3 separate regions of the Mus musculus genome follow, and all the other regions are linked to region 2. The links are chromatin contacts, called in public promoter capture Hi-C maps. All regions are on one chromosome and are shown on one strand. Each heading gives the region's core, a stretch centred on a gene start, on an enhancer-like site or on the middle of the called end of the contact. The rest is flanking DNA. Distances are from core to core; before and after follow the strand shown.

What was found. Promoter capture Hi-C pulls out the DNA fragments that hold promoters and counts their contacts.
Region 1: a contact with region 2 is called in a promoter capture Hi-C map of stem cell-derived epiblast-like cells, with 4 times the contacts expected there. The contact joins the enhancer-like site here to the promoter of Mtnr1b in region 2. A contact is called at or near these places in 6 of 39 promoter capture datasets (embryonic stem cells, frontonasal cranial neural crest, hippocampal neurons and 2 more), 1 of 484 Hi-C or Micro-C datasets (bone marrow-derived macrophages), 2 of 115 datasets of contacts at active chromatin or transcription factors (embryonic basal ganglia and forebrain) and 1 of 9 other capture datasets (macrophages).
Region 3: a contact with region 2 is called in a promoter capture Hi-C map of stem cell-derived epiblast-like cells, with 4 times the contacts expected there. The contact joins the enhancer-like site here to the promoter of Mtnr1b in region 2. A contact is called at or near these places in 4 of 39 promoter capture datasets (liver, maxillary cranial neural crest and stem cell-derived epiblast-like cells), 1 of 484 Hi-C or Micro-C datasets (bone marrow-derived macrophages) and 1 of 9 other capture datasets (adipose tissue).

Annotation. Positions count from the first base shown.
Region 1 is chr9:16,483,477-16,486,838 of GRCm38.p6, reverse strand. All of the region lies in intron 1 of Fat3 (FAT atypical cadherin 3), which reads left to right. Among named protein-coding and RNA genes, the nearest start is that of Fat3, 17 kb to the left of the region's middle. Within about 2 kb of position 1,443, at least 44 of the 459 cell types and tissues checked have an H3K27ac peak or open chromatin away from gene starts, as enhancers often do. A contact at or near this core is called in embryonic basal ganglia and stem cell-derived epiblast-like cells, where this site is marked.
Region 2 is chr9:15,873,086-15,876,557 of GRCm38.p6, reverse strand. Mtnr1b (melatonin receptor 1B) reads left to right here and starts at 2,002. Exons shown (of 2, transcript NM_145712.2): 1 at 2,002-2,320. The coding sequence starts at 2,098.
Region 3 is chr9:16,598,006-16,601,430 of GRCm38.p6, reverse strand. No RefSeq gene overlaps it. Among named protein-coding and RNA genes, the nearest start is that of Fat3, 98 kb to the right of the region's middle. Within about 2 kb of position 2,025, at least 7 of the 459 cell types and tissues checked have an H3K27ac peak or open chromatin away from gene starts, as enhancers often do. A contact at or near this core is called in stem cell-derived epiblast-like cells, where this site is marked.

The DNA of each region.
Region 1 (3,362 bases), core at 194-2,693, 610 kb before region 2:
ACTGGGGCATATAAAGTTTGCAAGTCCAATGGGCCTCTCTTTCCAGTGATGGCCAACTAGGCCATCTTTTGATACATATGCAGCTAGAGTCAAGAGCTCCGAGATATGTAGCTTTCTTAAACACCTCGGGAAAGAGGGATCTTAATTTCTATGACCTACTTGGGGAAAGAAAGAGACAGAGGGAATTTAGAGACTTTCCCTACCAAGACCCTTTCAATGCCTTCAAGTCCAAGTTCATTTCCAGGCTTTCTCTTTGGGTGTTCTGCTCTGAGCTCCAATCATTTTCTACAATTTGAGTGTACAGTCAGGGCATCTGTCAGCACACTCCATTCCCTGGGGAGAACACAGATGTTCTCTTCTGAATATGGTTTTGCCCTTCCAGGTAACTGACTACACAACAGGAAGCAGATGTTAGAGAGGCCCTAATGCACATGGTGTCCACTCTACCTAAGGAAATTTTATCACCTGACTTTAGAGCCATGTCGAAAAATGAGTCATGGGTTCCCAGCACCTTTCTTTAGGTTCCTTGTGACTGACTATTTGTATAGGAAGATGAAAATCTGCTGTGCTTTGTTTTTGTTTATAGAGCCTCAGATGAATATAAATTAAAAAAAAATAGAAGATAAAAATGAAAAAAAAATTGTATTAGCTTGATTAGGAGTCTTTTTGCATAAAAGAGTCTTTGAAAACAATTACCCTCTGGCTTTAGACCTGCTTTTTCTGACTTTCCTCTTATCTGGTCCAAGGTCATTACTAAAGGGCTTCCTGTTTCATGGGAGAGGACTTACTAAAATATTAATCTCATTGCCTGAAGTAGATTCATCATGTCTGGTGAATAATTCGAGGTCCTATCAAAATCACTCAAGTAAGAGTTGGTACGTATACCTTTCGAAGGGTGGCACAGGAATTTGAGGACTTTTACTTGACATAGTGACAGAAAAGAATAAACACTCATATATTCTCTACCAAAAACAACCTTATCTGGGTAGGTTGCTTGTCCAAGACATTATGAAGCAGAATAAGTGTTTTTCCTTTGAATTGCACATTGAATTTGATGCCTACAACCTGGAGAGAAGTGAACTTGTGCCATATTAAGCTTGGAAACATGTTTGTTTGTTTGTTTGTTTGCTTGTTTATTAAGAACACACAGAGCTTGAGCATTTTGTTGAATGCCTTTGCCATTTGTCACTGCCTGAACAATGCTGCTGTTTCTTGTCCCTTTCATCATGTTAGCTGTGTGAACTGACAAACAGTGACATTCTTCAACAGTAGGGGTAAAAGTCTCCACTCTCCCTTGTTAGTATTTACGGATAATAATACTTGCAAGCACAGTCCTTAGAATAAAGCAGACAAAACAAAAACAAACCCTGAAAGTGATGGAAAGCTTCGGCATGATTATACAAAACAGCCTCAGGCTGCCTCACATACGCTGGAAGTGAGCTTGGCTCTGCTTATTGACATATTGGCTTGTCTGTTTGTGAGCAGACATGCATTATCCTTGGCAACTTACCTGGAAACATCCTTAAAAGTTTGCGTTGCCCTTCCTTTCAGTTGCTCATGTTCACAGAATGACTAAGTCTGGGCCAATGGTACTGCAGTCCATTTTACACACAGCTCCCCAGACCCACTGCTGGAATAATTTTGTTTTTACTTTGGAAGGCTGTTTTGCTTAAAGTCACAACAAAATGCAGCAGGGTTAGAGGCAGACAGCATTGCTTTGTGGCATCTCATTGCTATGCAAATGAGATTCAAGGAGGTCATCCCTTTAGCAGTTGCTCTGGCCCTGGTGTCTACTTGATATTCCTTGGCCAAACTTCCTAGGCATTCATTACTGAGCAATCCTGGGCATTTAACTCTTTGCTGGCTTTAGGCTAGTTAGGCTAGCAGTGAGAGTGTATTTCACAGTGCTTTGATGCCCACCCCACCCCCACCCCAGGAACCTCGTCTCAATGCACTTGTGTCGAAATGGAGAGTCCACACTTGTATGATGCAATTGTTTGTGCTTGGCAAAGATAGGATTGCTGAAGTTCACTTGTGAAGTTTCTTTTACTGTTTCAAGTACTTTAATCATTGTTGTATAATGTAACTCTCGATCGGTATTTTATTCATTCACATCTGCAAAGTGTTCTCACAGATTTTTTTTGTAGAACAATATATGCCTATGCTGGTAAAAGTACCTGAATTACTTAAATTACATTCTCTGAAATTTAAATTTGATTTCACTTGAACTGGCAGGAGCGTTATTTGTAGAAAGACACTGACAGCCGATGTTAGGTCAGTAATAACTGATGACTTGCAGTGAGTTCAGGTTGTTTTTTTTTTGTTTGTTTGTTTTGTTTTTTTGCATTTTTTTATTACGTATTTTCCTCAATTAAATTTCCAATGCTATCCCCAAAGTCCCCCACATCCTCCCCGTCACTCCCCTCCCCCCCACATTCCCATTTTTTGGCCCTGGCGTTCCCCTGTACTGGGGCATATAAAGTTTGCCTGACCAATGGGCCTCTCTTTCCATTGATGGCCGATTAGGCTATCTTTTGATATATATGCAGCTAGAGTCAAGAGCTCTGGGGTACTGCTTAGTTCATATTGTTGTTCCACCTATAGGGTTGCAGATCCCTTTAGCTCCTTGGGTACTTTCTCTAGCTCCTCCATTGGGGGCCCTGTGATCCATCCAATAGTTGACTGTGAGCATCCACTTCTGTGTTTGCTAGGCCCCGGCCTAGTCTAAGGTACAAGATGCAAAACACATGAAACTGAAGAAGAACGAAGACCAAAGTGTGGACACTTTGCTCCTTCTTAGAATTGGAAACAATGACCCATGGAAGGAGTTACAGAGACAAAGTTTGGAGCTGAGACAAAAGGATGGACCATCTAGAGACTGCCATATCCAGGGATCCATCCCATAATTAGCCTCCAAACGATGACACCATGGCATACACTAGCAAGCCTTTGTTTCAAGGACCGTGAGTTCAGGTTGTTGATGGGGCTGATCTGCTTGCTTAGTTATAGTATTAGCTGATCAGTGTTTGCATTCACTCAAATAATAGGTAGCTTTGGCGTAGTTGCTCATTTCTCTTCATGATGCTAAGAATTGAACCTAGGCCCTTGTGCATGAGAGGGGAGCATTTGACCACTGAGCTGCATTGCCAGTTCCAATGGGCTGTTGCTTTAGGTGGTCTATCTGCTTTCTTTTGTGATCCAGGTTGAAAGCACTTTCCCAAGCTTGAAAAGCTGCCCTGTTTGAGGTGGTAACAGTTAGCATTATTGCAATACTAAATTTCATTTGCACATCTGCAGACACAAAGATGTCTAGATTTTAGCTTGCATACACATTGTACCCAGAGTAAAACATGACTTGTATT
Region 2 (3,472 bases), core at 753-3,252:
TGGTTCTTGCCAATTCTCCCTCTGTCCTGAGCAGCTCTGGTTTGTTGATTGACACCCATCAAGTGGTTAGTTTAGTTTAAAGTCATACACAGGCACACTCATGTTCCTAACATGCCTGCTGTGCCTCTTAAGGAGAGAGTTTTCACTCTCTGAAATGTCATTTTGTATCCTTTCCTGTATTTGAACCCTCACCCCATCCCCAAGCCTGGTATATGGGGTAGCCTTAAACTCCCCCAAAATACAGAATCTGAGAGGAGCCCAAACTTTCCCTCCAATTGAGAAACCCTTTTGAATTTGCACCTGCCTTCAGCATTCTCTGTGCTCAGGGGAAACAACACTTCTCTCCACAACGTCATCCCTCCCAGGATGGAGATGTGCTCACCTCACCAGGTGTGCAGTGTTCCTTTGTCCCTGTCCTCATAGCCCCTCCTCCTACTGCCTTTCTTCTGTTGATTTCTAGGAAGAACAAGACTTATATAAAGTCAAATGCTCAAAAATAACATTGCAGAGCCCAGGCTGTAGCTTGGCAGTGGAATGCTCATCTATCATACAATATTCAGAGCCTCAGAACTGCCAGATTAATTACTTAACTAAATCTCTATCATAACGCTAGTTCTGAGTTCTATCAGATAACGAAGATCTATCGCAGATTAATGTTAGATCTCATGGAGTGAGCAAATTACTAAATACTTTTTGTATGCATAGTATTTGGATTATACTGCCTTCTTTTATTTCACTTAATACACATATGCACATGAAGGTGTGTGTGTGTGTGTGTGTGTGTGTGTGTGTGTGTGTGTGTGTGTGTGTGTGTGAACGTGCATGTGTGTGTGTTAGGTACATATGGGTTCCACCCCTGGCATTGTGTGATACTTTGACATTAATCCATGCAGTTGTGTTTACATGCAGTTTTTATCCCAGTGTGTGAAGCTGACTTACCCACCCTTCTGTTAGTGGAGTGTTTTGGGCTTGGGGTGATACACACAAAACTGCTGTGGCAAATGTGGGATAAATGGTGTGGAAAGGATAGCCTTTGATTTTCATGTTGATGCAGTTTCATTATGAATTTCTGCTTAATCTCAACTGTGTGTCCTTTGATGGTGAACATAGGATTAACTATATAAGGCAGGCACAGGCACCTATCTTAAAACCCCACTCCATTTGCCTTGGGGCAATATGAGATCCCCTTTTCAGTCTCTTGATAAACTCAGGTTTCCTGGTCAGCTGGTGTTAGTGGTTCTAGTGGGGCCAACATAAGCAGCACAAGCGAGATCAGGGAACATTATATGTACCCAGTGGTCAAATTTCTTTCTATCCTGTGCTCATGCTTCTCTGATCTTCTTGCCCCTTCCCCAAGCCCACATTATGATAACCTCCACCATGGACCATGAACCCATATAAGCACCATTCTTAAACCAATATCCACACATGTATTTTTTAAAAGTGTTTGTTTTCCAGCACTAACCTCACGGTCATTCACAATACACAACATGTAGCTGCTGGATACCTTCCCTGTCACCTACCAGAGTTCAGCACTGTTGGCTTCATAGATTTGGGGTTGATCCTCACTCCTCAGGAGTCACCTGCTCTTTAGAGCAGCAGCGCCTAGCAGGGGTGGGGGGGTCTCAAACCCCATCCTTCTGATGATCAGACAACTCTAACCAGTACCTGCTCCAGTCCGCAAAGAAGGGTGCTCCCAAATGAACACAGCTTCTCCACGTAGTAAAAGATCTACCTATCCCTGGTTTTTAGGGGCACAGACCTTATCAACTAGGCCACCTAAAGTGGGTCAGACACTGGTAGGCATTCTAAGATGGGCCAGCACTGGCTGATCTCCGGCAATCGCGCAGAGACGCAGAGACGCTGTAGCGCTGTTCTTGAGCGTGCCACTGAGGGACGCGTTCTTCTCTACAGCACCTGAGTCCCAGTCCCTGTCTGGACCTTTTATTTCTCTCCGCCCCTCTGCCCACGTTCAATTAATTGTCTCCTCTAGGTCCCTCCCCGCAGCCTCTTCTTAACACTCACTGGGCGGGGAGGGGACAGCGGGAGCGCCCCAAGCAGTGCGCACCTTGTGCATCTATCCCAGGCAGCGTCGAGATGCCTGAGAACAGCTCAATCCCTAACTGCTGTGAGGCCAGCGGGCTGGCAGCGCGCCCTAGTTGGTCTGGGTCAGCCGGAGCCAGGCCCCCTGTGACTGCCCGGGCCCCCTGGGTGGCTCCCATGCTATCTACAGTAGTCGTCGTCACCACAGCCGTGGACTTCGTGGGGAACCTGCTTGTCATCCTCTCAGTGCTCAGGAACCGCAAGCTGCGGAACGCAGGTGAGTGTAAGCTTCCTTGACACTGAGATCCCACCATACCTTGCCACTGGTTCGAACTCCGAACCTTAGATCCTTAACACCTCCTCACACACCTGTCACCCACATGTCCCTGTTCTGTCCTCAGTGGCAGGTGTCACATTCATTCATCCAATCCCAGACTTTGGTTCTTTGAAGAAGTTAGAGGAAGTTCTGGTTTCCTCCTGCGAAGTTAGTCTGGAAGCTGCCCAGGACACACTTGACACATTAATGCCAATATGAATGAGCCAGGCTTCTCTTGAGCACTCATTTGTGGCAGGCTGCGAGAGCTGTAGAGATACACACTGCAGCTACCTATGGCGTTTCAACTGTTTCTGCTAGACGGAGCGCCTTCGGCCATAGACGCTCCTGACCTGTTACAGACTGCCTCTCTCTACCTGCCAAGCTGACTTCATACACTAGGTAATTTAAAGACCCTTGCTGGCAGAACGACCGTACACTGTATGGACGTGAGCAATGGATGGATGCCAGGATTCTGCTAAGCTTTATGTCAAAAATTCATCTAGTCACTAGAAGATCCAATTCCAAGTGAGAGTGTAGTTTAGACATTGCAGGCGCGACTTCTATCAACACCAGCTTTTCTGAATGAAGACAGGGAAATTGTGGGACGCACTGTGAGAATCTAAGCAATGATTTGGCTAAATTATGTGTCAATTCTTAAAATGCTTTTTCTTTCCAATCTATTCTCATTTCAATTTTTCCCTGAAGGGTAACAAGGCCAGAGGCAGGGGTGTATAAGGTCACCTCCTGATGGGGTGCTGCAGTGTGTGACCAGGTGAGCCTGAGAGGGCCCTCAGTGACACACTGATTCTTATCAATTCTTATTAATTCTTATCAATTCTTATTAATTTTGTCATTCTTACCTTGCATGTCAGGACCAACTAAAATGGAAATGGTGTGAAAATTAACAACGGGAAAGCTTTAAACTGCCTTTCTAAGATGCCAGGCTCTTGGCAAAAGCCATTCTTACTAAATTATATAAATGTCTTGAGGAAAGAGGGTGCCGAGAATTTTCATCTATAAAAGAATCCAGGAGTCAAGTTTGAGTTTTTAGTCATCCTGTGGGAAAGTTAGCATTACTAAGGAGCACACAGGCACCAGTCACTCTTTCCTGGA
Region 3 (3,425 bases), core at 776-3,275, 720 kb before region 2:
GCAGGGCTGGGAAGCTATGTTCAGCTTTTCTGGCTTTGTAGCTCCTAGACTTCATTGAGCAACTTTATGTCTGTTGAGGAAGAGGATCCCAGAGAGGTACAAAGCTTAGGAATGTAGGAATGACTGGGTAAAATTACATCAGCAACAAGGAGAGACTCTGAACTTCTGGCAGTCTATCAAGTCCTGCTAGTCTTCCAAAAAAGGCAGTTATGATATCTTCTGGCCATAGAGAACTCGAGGCTCAGTAACTAATTATGGATGATAGTTGGACAAAATTTTGTTTTGTTTTGTTTTCTTTTCTTTTTTGCTAGTAAATAGAATTCCTTACACAGACAACAGCCATAATTAAACAAAATGCACACAGTGAGGTATTCTTTTCTTTTTATTGTTTTCAAAACATATATAGAGAGTTTCCAAACACTGACTAGAAGGAATATTTTCAGAGAAAGACTTGAGAGATTTGTAGTAGTTTGTGAAGGGAGAATTGGGGACTGCCCAGCAGTGTCAAAGCCTCTGGGTCCTTTTAATCTGACTCAGAACCATAGGGCTCTGAGCCCAAGTGAGACTGACTCATGTGACCCATCCACCTGGTCGTCCATGTTTACTAAGGCATTGGGCTGGGTGTTATGGAGTGACAATGGAGATGAATCTGATTTATGACATTTAGTCTTCCAAGTCAAAGGTACCCTGAGCAAGCCTGCATTAGACACTCAGGGTGACACAGCTACCTATTAAACCTCACTGCCTTTACATAAATAAGTTAAAATCAAGTCTACATGTCTGCAAATTGCAGGTTCTTAGCAGATTTTCACCTTTAATTTCATTAAAAGTCTTTATGGAAAAAAAAACTGCAACTTTTTATTTTCTAGCATGAATTAATTCTTTGCTCTTAACCTTTATGCTCCCTGGGATTGTAAGGCTGGCATTGAAAGGGTCTCAAGAAGCTTGTAAAATCAGGTAGTAAAAGGCTAAACTAGAAAAACAATGTGCAGCAGCCATAGCAGTCCTGGGTGTCTATTCAAAGGACTCCACAGCTTTCAGCAGAGATACTTGAACAATCCCTGTTTATTGCTGGTCTATTCATGATCAAAAGAGAATGGAACTGACCTAAATGTCCATTAACTGATAAACAGATAATGAAAATGTGGTACATATTCATAATGGAATTTTATTCATCCATAAAAAAGGAAATCATGAAATTTGCAGGAAGACTGGTAGATCTGGGAAGCATCGCATCGATTCTACCCAACCTTAGAACAATGAAAGCAGCATGCTCTCGCTCTCTGGGCCTGTAATATATGCATATATATTCCAAAATGGCTGTAATTGTGGGTAAAACCTAAAAGTCTAGGGAGGGCACCAATCTTGTGTAAAGAAGATGGTAATGAAGTGGGAGGTGCAGAAAGATTCATTTGACATGGAAGTGGAAAGGAGACTGGAGGACCAGGATGTGAAGTTTGGGGGGGGGGGGGTCTGATACACTTGATTTGCAAATACCATTATGATAATAATACCTCATATACTAATTTTATTCATTTAAAAAAAGGTTTGTCTTTATCTTTGATTTCTATTTTTAAATGCCAGCTGCACCTGCACAAATATTAGCTGTGGCTGCTGTAATGCACATTGATGAACAATGAAAACTTTATTTAAAAAAAAAAAGTCAGCAGAGACATACAGATCATAAATCAGAATAGAAAGACCTCACCCACAAAAAGAAAGGGAAGTCTTTGAGGGAACAGCCCCAGTGATGCAAATAGACTCTTCCAGCCACACTGTCTCCTGGTGGAGGCTGGACAATAGGCTTGTTCCTTAAATGGCTGGAGAGAAGCTCTCATCCTTATCTGTATTCACTTTACCTTCTATTTTATTCCTGGGAAAAAGAAATGGCAGAGGAGACGCTCAAACAGATTAGCCTGTGACTACTGGATGCAGGATATTACATCATAACTGTCTCTGAGCACTCTCCCACAACTGACCTGTTTATATTACCAGGCAGGGTCAATTTCCATTCTGGGGACTCTTTTGATGTTGCTGAATAGTAATGCTTCCCCAGAATGCTGGCTTTAGAATTACAGCAATTGAGCCATTCAGCTTCTATGATGCAATCTTTCTGCAACTAGATAGGATTCTATGCATGGATTCCATTGAGCCACACAGCTTGGCCTGATCAAAGGCTTTGCTAGAGCCATCAGAAAATGATGCTTTAAATAATAGAGTCATGGTAAAACCATTTTCATTCCAGTTTGTAAGGCTGCATGTGAGCCTGTATGTACATGTAGGCACACACTCACAAAGCCACAACATTGATTTTGTTGAAACTCGGAGTGATTAGGCATCAAAATGTTGCAATAGGGCCATTTTCATGACAATTGCCCAAAAACAAAGAGAGAGCTCTAGAGCTTCATAAAATACCATAGGAATTGCTGTGGCTTTGGTGTGAGCCACACAGTAGCTACATTCCAATTTCAGCATCAGTGGTGCCTGCAGAAGTGTTTTTAATCTAATCCTCTAATGCCTTACTTCTTTATTTTAACTGACAGGTGAAAAGACTCCAAAAATTTCATGTAATTTGGGAATGCCATATTTTGTAAAATTGAAATGACCATTAACTTTACAAATGTTTTACAACAGAATAAATTCATATACAACAATAACAATGAAAATTGATGATCACAGTGTTTTACAGTAAATGTGTGTTTTCTCAGGCAAATCTTCACAGCATCATCATGAAGTAAATAAACTATACAGTTCTGGCTCTGTGTAGAAAGAGTCTGAAATAGACAAAATGTGTGGAGAAGAGAAAGTTGTCAGTCATTCACCCGAGCAAATTCCCTTTAAGATAAAACAAATGAACAGGTCAGAGTTTTCTGCCGAGGCCATACCTTGAGAAAGTAAGTTTGTTTTGGGTTGTTTTAACATTCATTTATTTATGAGTATGGATTTATGTTTCACATGTGGTGGTCAATGAACAACCTCCATCATTGGCCCTCAGTGACTACCTATGATTTCTACATGGGATCTGGTGAACTGGACTCAGGTCAGCAGATGTGTGTGTCAAGCATTTTTATATGCTGAGCCAGGCACCCAGCCTTGGTGTGTATTTTTAAAGGAGAGGTAGTTAATCTCCCCAATATTTGGTAGTGGTTAATAAATTTACAGGATATAGACTCACCTAGGAGACAAGCATTTAGATATGTTTGTGGACTTTGTAGACCAGGTTGTTAAAAGGTAATTAATGCCTACTGTAAATTTGATTAACACTAGTCCAGGAGCTGGGATCTTAAATGAAAAAATAAAGGGGAAAATCCGGGTGAATTGCAGCATGAGCAATGTACCAATACAATGACCATTGAATCTGTCAACCTCAGAAATGGAAGACTCCTCTCGTGCTGACCAGTCAAGTTTCCAACTCCTAGATCAGG